2 separate regions of the Gasterosteus aculeatus genome follow, and region 1 is linked to region 2. Evidence: chromatin contacts called from public Hi-C data. All regions are on one chromosome and are shown on one strand. Each heading gives the region's core, a stretch centred on a gene start, on an enhancer-like site or on the middle of the called end of the contact. The rest is flanking DNA. Distances are from core to core; before and after follow the strand shown.

Region 1 (5,693 bases), core at 2,138-4,637, 41 kb after region 2:
TATATATATATATATATACACACACATACACATATTTATCTCCTTAAATATGTATATATATACTACATCTTCTAGTCGCTTTGTTGAGAAGAACGATGTCTGTGCAGAGTGAAGGTAGAAGCACCTTCACATTACTCTGCTGAGGTCATTTTTCGCATGAGAACCCTAACCCACATTTAAAAAAACAAACTGTCTGATGCAGTGGTGCGGTTTCATGTTGATATCTACTCTTTCATTCACTAAAGGCTCCTCTTAATGTAGTGATGAGTGTTGGAGGTTCTTGTTAATATCTAGTCTTTAATATAATAAATAAAAGTAAAACAATCTAAACATCTCTAATGTTTTCAGTGAAGTGTTAGACTGCTTTAAGACTTTTCCTGATAAAATCTGTACATATAAAGATATATATATATATGTATGTATTAGATCACTCTCCCATAATCTACCTAACGGGTAACCTGGCGTGGATCTGTGTAGGAACCTTGTCCTCTTACTACTGGAGTTCCTCACGGTTCCTTCCTGGGTCCCCTCCTCTTCTCGCTCTACACCAACTCTCTCGGCGCTGTCATTCGCTTGCATGGCTTCTCCTACCACAGCTATGCCGATGACACGCAACTAATTCTCTCCTTCCCTCCCTCGGACACCGTGCCGGACAGGTGGCGGCACGGATCTTTCCGGGAAAAGATTCTCCTACCCAGGACCTGACAGTCAACTTTGGCAACTCTGTGTTAACGCCCACTTTAACTGCTAGGAACAATCGGCGTGACTCTTGACAGTCAACTTTCCCTGACTCCCAACATCACTGCGACAACACGATCCTGTAGATACACGCTCTACAACATCAGGAGAATATGTCCCCTTCTCACTCAGAAGGCGGCGCAGGTAATGATTCAGGCTCTTGTCATCTCCCGCCTGGACTACTGCAACTCTCTCCTGCAGGTCTCCCTGCTACCGCTATTCGACCTCTGCAGCTCATCCAGAATGCAGCAGCTCGACTGGTCTTTACCTTCCTAAATTCTCCCACACTCCACTCCTCCGCTCTCTTCACTGGCTACCGGTGGCTGCCCGCATCCAGTTCAAAACACTCGACTATAGATCACGACTCTTTGCTGTCCTTGCTCCGAAATGGTGGAACGAGCTCTCTGAAGACATCAGGACCGCAGAGAGCCTTCACATCTTCCTCCGCAAACTAAAGACACACCTCTTCAGACTCTACCTCGACTAAATGACTAACAAATTGTAGCACTTAAATTGTACTTGTAACACCACTTATCTATAGCAAATAGTACATTGACTTAATTGAGGAAATTGCACTTTCTTGTTTCTTGTTCTTCTAAATTTGTATCCCTATGGTTTAATGCACTTATTGTAAGTTGCTTTGGATAAAAGCGTCAGCTAAATGACATGTAATGTAATGTAATGTAATTTAATAATGTGTATGGTAGCAATTTGTGTACTGGGCTACACATGGGATTCATTCATGTCACGATTAAATTGTTATTATACTAATAAATGTCAAAATATTCTCAAAATTGAAAATGGCACTAAAAAATTTGAACTGCTTAACCTTAAAATTAGTTAAGAAATTATTTGACAAAATGGTGTGTCTTCAACAGATGTTTTCTGATCAATATCATTGGTGATTTTAAAACGTATTCATTAATAATAGCATATATGTGTCAGCTCCTCCCATGGCCTCTGTTACACAACCTGTACCACTTGTGATTGTAAAGGATTATTTACTTTTACTTTGTGTTTATATTTTAATTCCCCTATGGACTAAACTTTTTTTTCCATAAAATGTTCAATGACGACCCCGGAAAGCAGTGGTCTTCACTGGCCTCAGGTGGCTCAGATTAAAGTGCAGACTGGCATTTAAAAAGCACAGTTGGATGAGCAGCTGCATGTGAACATTCTTTAAAAGTGAGGAAGTGTCTCCTCTTAGTGGATGAAACAGGAAGTAGGTTTGAGAGAGCAGTCGTTCACCGGTTTCTTTTTGACAACAATTCTGGTATTTTAAGGAGAAGGAGTGGTCAAAAAAGTATTCACTCAACTTATATATATATATATATATATATATATATATATATATATATATATATATATATATATTCCATCATTGAGGCTAGTTAGATAGGATTAGTCTTACATTTTCAAACAATGAAATAAATGGAAACAGTTTCAGGCATATTCAAGCAGCTGACCACACATGAAATATACAATAATTCATATGTGGAAAATATGTATTTATTATTGTTAGAATTCCCTTTGAAGCTGAAGTCCTGCTGCCGGTTTAGTGTCTCAATGACGGTCTCCTCATGTCCTCTAATTAAAACATCGTTAGTTTTAATGCACAATGACAGACAATAACATGCCTGCACAGACAAGATGTGAAAGTTTAATTTAAACATTAAGTTATGAATCTAAACTCTGCCCTAAAACAAACTTAACGGTACCAGTGAACAAACATCAGTCTCTGATAACATTTTAAAAGTTATGGACACTGAAACCTAGTTATAGTTATATCTCATGTATAACCGCTATACGCAGACGTGAATACCAGCGGGTCATTTCACAGAAGACTCCCCGAGAACAGGCTGCTCTCTGCGGGCTGAGATGAGGCTGACCGCTCGCTGTTGGGGGGTCTGACGGTCCCGTTAACTACACCTCACATCTCCCACATCCTGGAGCTCATTGTGAAGAAGGCTCAATGTTGATAAACCGACCACTGAAATGTTTAACAACTAACTTATAGTAACAGAATACACTTTAATATATATATCGATATAAATGTTATAATATATAACATCACATCTTAGTTTAGGAAATCGCTTAAGTTACGTGAGGTTGGTAACCGATGTCGTGTTTTTAAATGCACATAAGACGCTAGAACCAACTGCTCTTAGTGCTAACGTTAACCCGTTAACTTCCTTATCCCCCCCAACCCAGTAGAGACTCTGACCCAGACTATCAGCTGAACCTCTCCTGGGGCCATGTACTGTTCTTATGAACATCAACGTACCAACACACATTTATAACAAATACGAGCAGTTCACGTTTCCGGGAGCCGCTGCGCTGTTAACTGCAGCTCGTCTGCCCGCATCCGCCCGTAGTTATTAGTGAAGTTATGAACCTGAAATATCACTTTCTAAGTCAGTAACGTTACAGAATAAACAGACACCGAAACTGAACTCGCTTTGCTCCTTTTGTATTGTTGTCTGATTATAAACTAACTTTACATTTAGTTGTGGTCTTCTCTTCTCTCAGCCTGAAATATATCATGCTCCGTAGGAAAAGCTTTTCTTCCTAAACTATCTGAAATAAGATAAGGATAAGGAAGGACTTTGAGACACTGCTACAGCTACTGAGACACAGTCACAGACATTGAGAAAGGGCCCTTATGTGACGGGAGACGCATGTTAATGACGTCAGTATGCAGCGTCAGAGTGCAGCAGTGTGCAGCGGCGCTGCTTTGTAGTCCATCTGAAGATGGAGGATGGATGAGATGAGATGAATCTCTGAAGATGGACTACAAAGAAGCGCATCTTAGCATGGTTTGTTACATTGCGGAGTCATGCATATGATATAAAACAACCCGGTTCAAAGTATAACTTTATTAACAATGTTGTAACATAAATGGGTTATACTAGGGGTTACTTACACGATCGCCGTTTCTCGGTCATGATCGTTATTTCTCGTGGACGTGGGATGTTACGTAGCTTGTGAAAGTGGAGTCGTATTCCTATATTCTTGAATAAACCGCAGTTTTCTTTTCCTAAATCTTCGTGGATTCCCTTAACCATCTTCCATTGACCCCATTACGTTTTCCACAGAGGTCAAAGAATAGTGGTTAGGAATAGTCGTTAAGAGGTAATTTCTTTAACAATTTGAATTCCGCCGTATTTTCGCCGCTGCAGACTGACGTCACTGACATGCGTCTCCCGTCGCATCGTACTTACGTCCAGTCCATATGAGAGTAAAAGCAGAGCTGCAGTCCAGACGAGTCTCTCTAAAGAAACAACTGAATCCAGCAGCTTTTCATCAACAACACAACAGGATCTCTGACAAACTCTGGTGAGTACGCTGCTCTACAAAGACTAGATACATGAACTAAACATCTGCTCCCAGTTTCGTTCAGACCACAGTATGCTGAGTGTTGGACGTCTGCTTTTATCACAGAAATGTAGAAATGTGTAATGTGTAACGAATCAGCGGTATAAACCAAACCACAGAGACTGAACTCTGGATAGTGAGATAGTGAGACTGGACACAGTCACAGCTAGCGTTAGCTTAAGCTAACTAACCGACCTGTTTCCTGGTTTGAATTCAAACCTCGGCTCCACCCAGACAGGAAGGTCCACTCAGGGCTGACTCTTTCACACTAAAGGTCTTTCTTCAAATTAATTGATTTTAATTTTGCACTAGTCCCTCGATGCTGCTATAAAATTAATAATACAATCAAATGCTGCTTATGTGTATAACCGTAAATCAAAAAGTGTTTTATTGTTATTATGTCTGATGTGACGGTAATGGAGATATGTTGCATGTTTAATATTAAATTAATTTATTCTATTGTTATTTCGCTTAATTAACAAGTGGGTTAAGAGTGTTATTCCTGGAACGGTCCAGACATCAGACTAATGATTGTTTTATTAGTATTTAATAACAATAACTTTCTTTGATAAATAAACAAACCGCTGGTTATGTATTGCAGAAAGCCCCGCTTTTCAGAGATGGGGAGTTGGGATCAGAATCAGTTCAATTCATTTTGTATAGCCCAAAATCGCTAATTACAAATTTGCCTCAGAGGGCTTTACAGTCTGTACACATGCGATATCCTCTGTCCCGAAACCCACACATCGGCACAGGAAACACTCTCCAAAAAAATCACTGCTAATGTTTGAAACAATTCCCTTTTGTAAAGAAACTCTTTAAAGATTTGTTTTTTACTTTTAATTTTTGGAGTAACATAACTGTCTTTGCTTGTGTCATGGGGCACAGACGAATGGATTTGGGAGAGAATCCGGTCATTTTATGAAATAAAACGTCTCTATACCAAAGAGCTCCTACTAAAAATAGTTTGAATCTGTAAAAAAAAAAAAAAATCAAAAGGTATGTAATAACGTTCTTATTTCTCCACACTTGTTGTCCTCAGAGTGTCGATATGTCTGCTGCCAGCTGTCTGCTGACTGAGGATCAGTTCCTGTGCTCCATCTGTCTGGACGTGTTCACTCATCCAGTCACCATACCATGTGGACACAACTTCTGTAAAGCCTGCATCACTGACCACTGGAACGTTAATGCCCCGTCTAACTGTCCCAACTGTAAAAAGCTTTTCTACACCAGACCTGAGCTGCAGGTCAACACGTTCATCTCTGAGATGGCTGCTCAGTTCAGACTGTCAGCTCAACAGAAAGCCAGCAGCAGCAGCTCAGAGCAACAAGCTGCCCAACCAGGAGAAGTTCCCTGTGACGTCTGCACTGGAACCAAGGTGAAGGCCCTCAAGTCCTGTCTGGTGTGTCTGGTCTCCTACTGTGAGGCTCACCTGGAGCCTCATCTGACTACGTCAGGTCTGAAGAAACATCACCTGATGGACCCTGTGGAGAATCTGGAAGGCTGGATGTGTACGAAGCACGATAAACTGCTGGAGCTGTTCTGTAAGACCGACCAGATGTGTGTCTGCATGCTCTGCA
Region 2 (5,252 bases), core at 1,324-3,823:
AACCAGACTAAAGCTGAATATGATGTAGTTAATAAGCAGCTTTCTACTGAATGTGAGATCGCCCCCCGGTGGCTCCTGCTGACACTTCACCATCAGATCCACTTTTCTGTGTTTGATTATTAGCACATCTTTGTCTTGAAAAGTTGCAGGAGGTAAATATGGAGGTCCAGACCCCCCCTCCCCCCGAGTGCTCCATCCAGGCCGCCTTACCTTCTCTGAAGGAGCCCCCGGAGCTCCAGCTCAGGGCGGCGCCCCCCTTCTTGCGAGGACTGGTGTTGGACCGCCTCAACCTGCCGCCGTCCCGTCCCTTCCTTCCTCCCCCGCTTCCTATGTAGCAGCCGATGGCCGACAGAGGGAAAGTCACGCCTTGAAACTCCAGCAGGTACCTGTCGATCTCTGCGGGAGAAGAAAGGAAAGTGGGCGCACGTTGGTGCAGAGGTTCCCTCCCCATCACCGGCAAGGAGGAATACGCACCATGGCGAGGCAGAGGGCAGCCCTGGAGGACCGCCTTGTTGACCAGGATGCTGAGCGCGGCTTTCACCACGGCCTGCTGCCCGGCACTCAGGCCGCAGTTGCTAGGAGACGTTCGATGCGACAAAGAGGAGGAGGCGGGGCAGCGCCTGGCCGTTACCCGCGAGATGACGGCTGCTTCCACGCGGGGGACGACCACGACGTTCCAGAGCCGAGCCAGCCACCTGACGCGCCACAGAGAACGTGAGAGAGAAAGTCACACGGAACGTCACAGGACAGGAGCTCGGGAAGTGGAACTTGCAATTCGCTGTTTCACAAACACACCTTACGACCGCCTGCGTGTTGTCGGGGGCGACGGGGCAGGACAGGAAGAGCTGGGGGCCCAGCAGAGCTTCGTGGGTCCCCAGACGGGACAGACAGGCGTTGAGCTGCTCCCAGACGAGGCTCACCCACGAGGCGCAGCGCTCCGTGGCGCCTTCAGGTGACCAGACTCCGGTCCCCATCTAGAGGGAGGGGGGGGGGGTGGACCTTTAGTTTTTTCATTATTATTTATTGTTTTTAAACCACTGTGGTGGAGCTCAGCCTCCAGCTGACCTTGTGAAGCAGCTTCCTGCGCAGGTGCCTTCCCAGAAGGCCGTGCAGCGGCTCCTGATCCCAGCGCAGCGTCACCCAGCGGAAATGCTGCTGGAGGCGGAGCTCCGATCCCTGCAGGCGGGGCTTGGACAGCGTCGCAATAAGGAAGCTGCCTTCGCAGAAGCGGTGGGGACCTGAGGGGGGCGGGGGGGGGGATGACAAATGATGACATTGATGACAAATCAGTTGATGATGACAAATCAGTTAAGTCGGCTTATTTCACTTCTAATCAGAGAAGTTTTCCATATTTACTCCAATTTTATTTTAAAATATTTAAATTAGGGTTGTCAACATAAACGCATTAATGTATGCGATCAAAACATGCGATTAACTATTGACAGCCTTAATTTAAATATTAAAATGCCAACATCAGCGCTGGGCGGCACGGTGGTGTGGTGGTTAGCACTGTCGCCTCACAGCAAGAAGGTCCTGGGTTGGACTCCGCCCAGTGGCCTTTCTGTGTGGAGTCTGCATGTTCTCCCCGTGTCTGCGTGGGTTCTCTCCGGGTTCTCCGGCTTCCTCCCACAGTCCAAAGACATGCTCTGGGGATCAGGTTAATTGGGGACTCTAAATTGTCCATAGATGTGTGAATGTGAGTGTGAATGGTTGTGTGTCTCTGTGTAGCCCTGCGATTGGCTGGCGACCAATAAGCAGTTTGACAATGGATGGATGGACATCAGCGCTGCTCTAAAACAAAGACAACCCTCTGGGAGGAAACATGATGTTTATGAGGCTCTTTTTGTTGCACTTGCCGCCCGTACCCGTGCTGAGGACCAGCGGAGAAGCAGAGCTCCGGTCATCCAGACTGTGGCAGAGGTCTCCCAGCAGGCCCGTTAGGGACGAAGCCTTCTCCAGTCCCTCCAGCACCACCACCACACAGGCACCAGTGGACGCCCCCCCCACCGGCACCAGGAATCCTGAGACGGACACGAGCAGACAACCGAGTATTCAGAGACGAGTCCCTGAAGGATCCACTAATGTACCTCCATCGCCACGGCAACAGACTCCTCCTCTCTGCCGATGTCAGGGAGGTGCTGGTGCTGATAATGGGGTAATGGGGTTTTCTTTTTGTTGGTTTCTCAATGGATTTCTGTGTATTTTACAAATAAACACGATTTTACTCATGTAAGTCTGATTAGCAACCGAATATGAAGAAGAAACAAAAAAGGGGGCTGTCATACGCTAAAAATATTATAGTATATGTTAAAAATATTATAGTATAGTTATAATATATATTTATATAATGATTTAAAAGTCATCACCAAAAAGACATTTTGATTAATGAGATCTCGGACCCTGGTTGAGAACCTCACAGACGTTCATAAGCTACACGAATCATTCATCCAGTGTGTGTGAGTGAGTGTGTGTGTGTGCGTGCGTGCGTGTACGTGTGTGTGTCCCTACCACAGGTGATGAAAGTCTCCAGCAGCTGCTCTCTGGTCAGGCTCTCCCCCACTTCCACCCTCACCACGTCACAGGCGAGCCCCCCCATCTCCTGCTTGGACTGGGTGCAGAGAGGGAGAGAGAGGGAGGGGTTGGAAGGCAGCACGTTGTCATGGAAACAAAGAACATCTAGTACCACTTTGCGCCGGGAGAATTTCAATAAGCAGAGAGGGATTTTCCGATCAAAGATTGAACGTTCCACATTATATAATGAATGTGCAAGGTGGAGGGGGGCAGATGGCCTGCAGAGTCAAGAACTCCCTGAATTCACGCCGCTCAAAAAAACTATGTGTTATTTCAAAGAGCTCATTGTGAATAAATCTGGACTGCGTTATAATAATAATGAAACATTTTCTTCTCACCAGATTCATGTGCTGCCAAGGAACAATAAAAAAAGGTCCATGTGATACGTTCACCATGGCAACAGTAGAGAGGGATCACTGCTGTGAGCAGCACGCCACACAGACACTTCCAGATCTACTGACTCTGGTTTGTTGGTTGTTACGATTAAAGCTTCTGGTGCACCTTTATGCAGCGGGCCACCAGGTTGGCGACGGATTCCTGACAGCTGCCCTCGAGCCCGTGAAAGATGAGGTTCCCGTACTGTTCCACCTGCATGGAGGAGAGAGAGAGACTTCACTTTATTTATATTTTCCAAATGAAGTAAATTGTCCCAATAAAGAAAAGGATTAGCTCATTTATTACCAATGTGTCCTCCAATTGAATTAATTATTGAATCATTGTGACAACAGAAAACAAGCTTTTCCTAGACACAAGAAACTAAATAAAGATAAATCCTCAACTGTGATGAACGAGCTGCTGCGGATCCGCGGACTACAAAAAATATTAGTTCAATCTGACTAAATGTAGCTTGCAGCGCCACAATCCTGTGTGTGTGTGTGTGTGTGTGCGCGCGTACCAGGCGGACGTAGTTGTGCAGCAGCGGCAGTGGGAGGAGGTGTTCAAGAGCCAACTCATCGAGACACGACTCAGACAGACCTGTCGGAACACACACACACACACACACACACTCACGATAAATCCTCAGACCGGCTCTGGTTTCCTCGGTGACATCACTCGGCCGAGGGCCTCAAGGTGCCCTTGTGGTTCAGACAGTCATGAAAGTCGAAACGCTGCAGGTTTGATCGCCACGTCGTCCTCGAGATGATGTAATGAGTGTTTCAATCTTTGAATCTGAAACATCACACGGTATGTGCACATTTATTTATAACGCTTTCTTTTATCATTAATTTCAAATCCCGCCTTCTGTGCCTCGTTTTTGGATCTTTTATTTTTTGATGCACATCTCACCAGATTTAAATAATGTAACTTCCCTCATTTCCTGGAGAGAGGAGAAGAAAGAGACGGGATTCGGCAGCAGAGGACGTCCGTTTGTTTGAGCTTTCTTTAGACGACGTAGAAACAAAGTGTGAGGGATCTATTCCCTCCGTCCCGCTCATACACAAAACATCCACATGTTCCCCCGTGTTCCTTCTGGGATAATTTGAGAAATGTGAGACGACCTGGTAACTCAAAGGACGTCACATGGAAATAACTTTTTACAGAAATGAAGCACTAATTAGAGGGAGAAACGCTTTTCAGTGCATCCAATTAACCCTCACGGTACTCTGGAAAGCGCATAAATCAGGAAATTGGTATAGAATAAAGACTCAACTTCCACATATATGGAGAAAAGAGGTGCCATTGTCTCCGTTAGAATATATAATTCAACCACCTTTATTTTATCAGTTTATACATCCGCCCCCTGATTTAAGCTGATCACACAGCATCTTTTGATCCACAAATAGCACATTCATTAGCTGCTATTTACTTGTTTACACTGATGGCAATACCCGCCTCACTCGCTGCGAGACGTCTTCCCAAAGACGAAGACGCAGAAAGAAGGAGAGGAGCGATTCATGATTGATGCTTTTATCTTTAAACGAAGCCCCCGACGTGCCTCACATCCTGCTGCAACACCGCCCACGCTGCCCTTTTATCCACCAACACTGGTTCGGACTCAGACAGAACCAGACTCTGGTTGGTGGGTATCGTACCTTTGAGGCGGACGGTCATGCTCTGTCCGAGGGGCCTTCGGACCAGGTCCCAGGGGGATAGATGCAGCTCCTGACCGGGGGACCACTCTGTGTCTCCTGGGGGGAGAAGAACGGCGGAGTCGTGGTCACACACACACACACACACACACACACACACACACACACCAAGCAAACACACCACGAGGAACACAGAATACACAAATATGGTGCGTCGGCTGTATGCACCGTAATGTATCATTTGTCTGCACGCATTGCTACCTCAAGCACAGAGTGCGCTTTTGTTCGGCATGAATAAACGGAGCATCCTCTCTCAATCAGGGTGGATGCACATCGCGTCCAGATGACGCACCACGAGAGGAGAAATAAAACCTCCTACGAGGCTCCACATCTTTACACCGGAACAAACGAGACAGCCAGACGTTCTAAAGCCAGTTGAGCGGTTCCACACAGAAGTATTTCAGTCAGAGACGCGCTGAGTGACGAGCCCAAGCAGCGAGGGTTGCTAGTTATATTCCGGCTGGAACCAGACTGCAGAAATTCAGGCTGCAAATCCTTTTAATTATTGATTGAAACATTAACATCGATACTCAATTCATTCTGAACTCTGAAATCTGTCTCAGAAGGTAGCGCTCTCAAAAGGCACAAACA

What was found. Hi-C and Micro-C count contacts between places; a contact is called where the count stands out from the background.
Region 1: a contact with region 2 is called in a Hi-C map of skeletal muscle, with 2.9 times the contacts expected there. The contact joins the promoter of LOC120809896 here to the enhancer-like site in region 2. A contact is called at or near these places in 2 of 6 Hi-C or Micro-C datasets (both in skeletal muscle).

What each region holds. Positions count from the first base shown.
Region 1 is chrX:15,701,137-15,706,829 of fGasAcu3.hap1.1, forward strand. It overlaps LOC120809896 (E3 ubiquitin-protein ligase TRIM39), which reads left to right and starts at 3,388. Exons shown (of 3, transcript XM_040164068.2): 1 at 3,388-3,554; 2 at 3,918-4,074; 3 at 5,156-5,693. The coding sequence starts at 5,165.
Region 2 is chrX:15,661,323-15,666,574 of fGasAcu3.hap1.1, forward strand. cttnbp2 (cortactin binding protein 2) reads right to left here. Exons shown (of 23, transcript XM_078082446.1): 11 at 4,605-4,700; 12 at 3,467-3,546; 13 at 3,073-3,159; 14 at 2,509-2,608; 15 at 1,866-2,021; 16 at 1,066-1,238; 17 at 796-974; 18 at 475-695; 19 at 211-396. Among protein-coding and RNA genes, the nearest start is that of cftr, 29 kb to the left of the region's middle. Within about 2 kb of position 2,574, at least 3 of the 9 cell types and tissues checked have open chromatin away from gene starts, as enhancers often do.